Regions from separate parts of the Gossypium hirsutum genome. Here region 1 is linked to region 2. A link is a contact called in public Hi-C data. All regions are on one chromosome and are shown on one strand. The core of a region is the stretch at or near the end of the contact, and the rest is flanking DNA. Distances in the headings are between cores, read along the strand shown.

Region 1 (2,832 bases), core at 39-2,538, 140 kb before region 2:
TTGCATTGTCACTGTATTGAGGAAGTTCTCACGTTGCCTAAATTCATCCTTTTATGCAGAAAAGTTATCACTATATTGCACTACTCAAGGCCGTGATGAGACTATCATTGACTTCTTTGAAAGCAGCTGATGTCAAAGATATTGCATCTTTGATCACAACAATTCCTGCTAGATTTGTCAAAAAAAAAATTCTGTAGAATGGGAAGATTGCAGTTAAGGAGAAGAAGAGTTCTAAGAAGGTAATATATGATTTGGTTTCTCTTCTTTTACATTTCCTACAATGCAATAATTTTTTATGCTATTATTCATGTTTTTGTTGTTGAGTTTTGGCATGATACAGAGACTAAGAGGATTGAAGAACATGAGGGGTATGGAAAGTGATTCAGGTTGAAGATACATGAATGGCAGAGCAGGACCCTTTTTCTTTTTTGATATTTTTGGGGGAATATTTTTGGAATTGATGTTAATTTGGGGAAAAATATAGAGAAGTTAAAATAGGAGTCTGCTTGCTTGTTTGGTGTATAGATGTTTGATATTTTTCATATATATAAAAAAGAGAATAATTATTATTTTTGGATCAATATTTATAATTTGGCAACTGTGATCCCATGAGATTATGTTATGATTTTTATTAATTCATATTTTAATAATAATTATATTAAGAATGTTATTAAATTATTTATTTTTAATTTTATCAAATTATATTTGATAATAATTATATTAAAATATGATTAAATTATTCTTTATTATTAAATTTAATCATATGTATTAATAAAATAAATAATATTTATCTAGTTTAAGGGTTATAATATGTATTAATTCATATTTTAATAATAATTATATTTAAAAAATGATTAAATTAGTTATTATTTTTTAATCCTATTAAAATTTAATAACAATAATCATCTATCTAAAAAAATTCTGCTAAAGATATTCTAGTCATTTTAGTTTTTTTCTTATGCTATTACAACATATTTCATTCAACCAAACACAAGAATACTATTACAGTTCAGTTTTATTCTATTACATTCAACTAAACAATTGAATTATTAATTACAACTCTATTCAATTACAGCTCTATTCCATTACCGTGAACATACCCTTTTTAAGTGTTTGAGATTTATTTTCACATTGTTTAGTCACTATAATTTTTAGTCCCAAAAGTCAGAAAGAGACAAAGACAAACAAGTAAAATATTTAAAGGATTAGAAGCTGACAGTGTCATCTTCGTAAATAACACAAGAAAGACGGGTACTTAACGATCAGAATAATTTATCAAGACAACTAGATATGTTATAGGGTCCCACAGCCCGCATTTATCGTTTTTGTTCTCTGCATCAAAATTCAAAGCTTCTCTCACTCTCACAAACTCCACTCTCTGCAAAGATCAAAGCCTTAGATCTGAAGTAAAATAAAAACCCAGAAATCTTTGCTTAAAATAAGATCTGGTATGGCTTATTTATTCTTCTCCTCAGTTTCATTGTTCTCTCTCCTGCATTTTCAGCTTTGTTTACTCTTGTTTTGATCTTTATGTGACCAAAGTATGCTTTTCTTTTTTGTAATGGGTTTAAGAAAGATCTGAGGTTATCCTTGTAGTTGGTTTCATGAAAGTGTGTTTTTAGTGGATAATTGAGCTTTGAGTTTTCTTTGCTATTTTAAGTGATTAATGTTTAGTGAATTTTGAGAAAGAAATGAAATTGTGAAGCTGGGTCGTTTTTGTTCAAGGCTGGTTGCCTGGCTTCGGTCAATCAAGGTACGGGTTTCATTGTTTGTTGAGGAATGTGAGGTAAATAACCTAAAAACTTGTTTTAAAAATGTTGATGGTTTGGCCAGAGTGTTTCAAATTTCTAATAAATTTGTTTTGTGTTACATTTGGCTAACATATTGGAAGCTCAATAGATCAAAACTGATATCTCTATCATACTTAAGGCTTTGTTTACATTGGTTCTTGATCTGAGATACAAAAATATTCATGTTCTTTTTCCTTGTAAACTCCCATCAGATTCATTTTTTATTGGTTTTGGATTAAGATATTCAAGAGAACTTTCCCTTGCTTCTTGCAAGAAGTCGTTGAGCATTCCTTTGTCCTCCTCGTAAATTTCAATGTTTGAGCAAGAGCAACCAAATTTTCTGCAAGTTTACTTGATTGATCAATTGCACTTTGGTCCAATATGTATGATGAGTCTTTTCTTTTTACTTCTTTTGTACTATGATCTGAACTCAGTGATACTTCCTACTAGCCTGCTTATTGCAATTTCCGAAGACAAACTTCAGAAACATTATCTAGTGTGCTTACTAAATACCGTGGTTGCATCTTCATTCTTTTTACTGCCTAAGATATTCTTTTATATGATTTCAATATTCGGATCCCTTACCAATTCATATCTTTTTACACTTTAAGTTTATCTTGTTTATTGCCATGAGATTCTTCAGTTAATCTAATTCTTGATACTTGTCCAAACTTAATGATATTCCATTGGTTGCGACTTCTGCTGCTAGGTGTATGTCATTTAGTCTGGTAAAGTGCTGTTTCTAGCTGGTCAAGAAGGTATATACTCATAATTGTCTAGTTCTGGGTTGTTCTTTCCTTTTAAATTGCAAGATTTAAAATAAATGTGTCTTAAAGTCTATTAAATGCTCTGGTGTAGGCTAGGTTGAAGTGGTAGAGTAAATGGCAGTAATGGATGCACAAAACCCTCTTCTAGGAGAAACCACTTGTGGCACTTTACTGCAGAAACTGCAAGTAATGTGGCTTCTAACTTGTTCTCTCCCATAAAATCTTTGTTTCTGGTGCATATCTGAATGTAGAAATATAGGAGGTAAAATGTTCTG
Region 2 (3,104 bases), core at 604-3,103:
GAACCAGACAGATAATATAATTGAATCAACACAAGAAAAGAAGCAATTTCATCTTTCTGCTTGTAAAAAGCTTCAAATCTCAGACAAAACTTTCAGTCTACATTCTCAACACTTGCAAAATTCTACAAACAACAGGAAAAATGAAAAATGGTCCACCTACTACTTAGTTACCTGTAGGAAACCTACCTTTATTTGGTTTTACCAAGGACTTGCAGAACGAAGAAAAAGCTCCTTTCAGCTCATCCGGAATAGGGATAGAAAGGGGTAGTGCTAAAGGACGAGGTCCCTTGTGGTGTGCACTCTTGTTTCTCGCAGAAAATGAATGTGCCAATGCTGGCTGCTGCTTGTTAAGCCCTTCGATGATAAATGAGAATGCCCCAAAGGTGAGACAGCTCTGTAGAAGTGCCTGAGGTGCACCTGCATAACCAACCATTTCAAGCCAAAATGAGGTTCAAACTGAAACTGATATTTTTATAACATAAGAATAAGACTTGAGATTCTCGTACCTGGGAAACTTAGAGCAAGTCCAGTGCAGCATCCGGCTACACCGGCATTAATAACTGCAGAGAATGGTAATAACTCTATATCAGCAAAACAAGCACAAAAAAAAAAAAAAAAAAAGAGGCAATGTTACTCCGATTTTACAAGGCATACCATCATCTTTTCCCCGAAGCCTCTTCAAAAAGCAAACAACCAAACTGTGAACGCCGGACAAAACTGCAAATGTCTATAAAGAGAAAACAATGTGATATAACCGAAAGATTTGTTCACTCAAGAGGGGAAAAACTAGAATTGCATTATTTTGTGATCATGAGATTCTCATACCTTGGCGTAAGATCCTGCCTCCACAAAGGATCCTTTAAAGCCTTTCTTTTTAATCAATCCTGACCCTAAGACAGACATGGAAAGAGAAAAATTAAAGTATACACCTGATTTCAGGCACACAATGAGCCACAGAAAAAAGATCAGATGGTCTAGTCGAAAATACTGCCCAAAAGAAAGCTCAGCCACTATTGGTCAAGCCCTAACCTTGAAACAAAATTTTCAGGACATTGAACATGCATTTTAGGACAACCAAGAACCTAAATGAAAGCATAAAATCCTACTTCTCACACAAAATCAAATACGTAATAGCTCAATCTTTTAAAAGTCTAAAGTTCTCAAAAGGGTTAATGTTCAAGCTTAAAGACAGAAGCCAAAGGAAATTATTCAATCTAAATTACAATTAGAAATGCATAAAAACAGAATAATCCACTGTTCAGATATAATGACTATCTTCTCCACTCAATTACTATCAATATTCCATCGGTACATACGATATTCTAAGTTTAAACTCATATGTACTAAAATAAAAAAGTTCATGCAAAAAAATAAAATTACACAAAGAAAAAAGAGTTCTGATCTGACTTAAAATTTTCAAAAACCTAAATTCACAAATAACATCAAAACTAAACTTACCAAGAAATTCAATGGAAAAATTCCCAAAAATTTGTTCTGTACCAAACTTACCAACAACGCCAAAAAAAACCCCGAGAGAGGGAAAAATCATAAAATATTTAGCAATGAAAAGAGAAAAATAATACCGTAGCCAAAGATGGAGCCCATGAAGGCACCGGCGGCGGAGTCTCCTGCGAATTGGAAGAGGCATACGGCAGGGGAATTGGAATTGGATGGTGTTAGGATTATGGCTTTTGAAGAATTAGGATTAGGGTTTGTTTCAATATCAGATCCAGCTGAAGTGTTTGGAGAATCCGAAGTAGCCATTTTTGTCCAAAAACTACTATGAGTTCCTTTTCCCCCTTTCTCGACGTGCCTATCTATCTTTTCTTTACAAGACATCTGATATTTTGTTTTGATTATCTGCAAACGACGGCGTTTTATGAAGCTTCCATATTTTTTTTGGGCAAACTACACCATTAGTCACTAAACTACAGGTATGTTTTTGTTTTGTTTACTTAACTAAAAAAAGTTACAATTTGGTCATTGAACTATTAGAAATGTCTAAACTATTCAAATATTTTATTCAAGTCACCACGCTATTAAGTTTTTTTTTTAGTTCCACCAAAAAGCTCCAAGTGACGATTCGATGTTCAATACGATAGATTAGTACCCATTGACGAATAGAAGAACATACATTAGATCCAAGTTGATTTGACGATTAGTGTTAGAAATCGAAAAAAGAAGTTGTTTGAGTTTTTGTTCACAGATTTGTAATATCTAAAGTTGTTTCATGAAAAAAAAACTAAACTATAGAAGAGAAGAGGAAGAGAGCTTTCGATTTTAACAACCGAAAACTTTTGAATAATTCAGTAGCCAAAATAAAAAAATCTACACATAATTTAGTGACTAATAATGTAATTTACCCTAATATTTTTATTGGACACCAAATCATTTTATAACTAAGCTTGAACTTGTTACCCATATTCAACCCAAATCAAAACTAATTCAATCCATTACAAAATCCAAATACTCAACCCAAAACTAGTACTTTACAATTCATCATTTTATTTAATTATAAAAAAAATATTTTTCCATTAAATAAATAATCGTAGAGAAATAATTCTTTCTTTTTCCTTTCATATATAGCCTTTAAGAAACCTTACAACCATTGATAATTTTAGGCCAAAGAAATAATTTTATGCAATAGCTCATTTGAAATAATTTCTTAAATGAAAAGAAAAAGATAAAAAGAATTTTTAAATTGAAGATTTAAGTTCTGCATGAAAACGTTTCAAAGGCAAATTTCAATAGAAAATCTATTATTAATACCCCAAAGAATGCGTTGCTGACATGACATCGTAGACTCAAAAAAAATTTATTAGAGATCAGATGATGCATTCAATACAAGAATAGTAGTTTGTGTCCCTCTTGCTCTCACCCATGTCCAACATATATATATCCGGATATGGGTATAAAATTGACTTGTAACTTTTACACACCAAAAAAAAAAAACATTTTTAAAAGAATTAAATTGTGTAAGATACATACCCGTATCCGACACTCACAAACAACATAGGTATACATATCTTCATTCTGACCGAAGTAAGGTCAGATTTGTTTTAGATGAATTAGTAATGTTCTTGATATATTGCTCCGAATTCTGC

What was found. A called contact is a pair of places that touch in the nucleus more often than the background predicts.
Region 1: a contact with region 2 is called in a Hi-C map of leaf, with 1.7 times the contacts expected there. The contact joins the promoter of LOC107919533 here to the promoter of LOC107918358 in region 2. A contact is called at or near these places in 4 of 34 Hi-C or Micro-C datasets (hypocotyl and leaf).

Annotation. Positions count from the first base shown.
Region 1 is chrD13:49,728,127-49,730,958 of Gossypium_hirsutum_v2.1, reverse strand. It overlaps LOC107919533 (65-kDa microtubule-associated protein 1), which reads left to right and starts at 1,288. Exons shown (of 11, transcript XM_016848977.2): 1 at 1,288-1,448; 2 at 2,500-2,548; 3 at 2,649-2,743. The coding sequence starts at 2,672. It also overlaps the pseudogene LOC107919532.
Region 2 is chrD13:49,592,772-49,595,875 of Gossypium_hirsutum_v2.1, reverse strand. It overlaps LOC107918358 (chloroplastic import inner membrane translocase subunit TIM22-2), which reads right to left and starts at 1,853. Exons shown (of 5, transcript XM_016847895.2): 1 at 1,584-1,853; 2 at 826-890; 3 at 655-727; 4 at 507-560; 5 at 40-417. The coding sequence starts at 1,839. The coding sequence ends at 164. LOC107920516 (kinesin-like protein KIN-12F) reads right to left here. Exons shown (of 16, transcript XM_041109022.1): 16 at 2,800-3,104. The coding sequence ends at 3,069.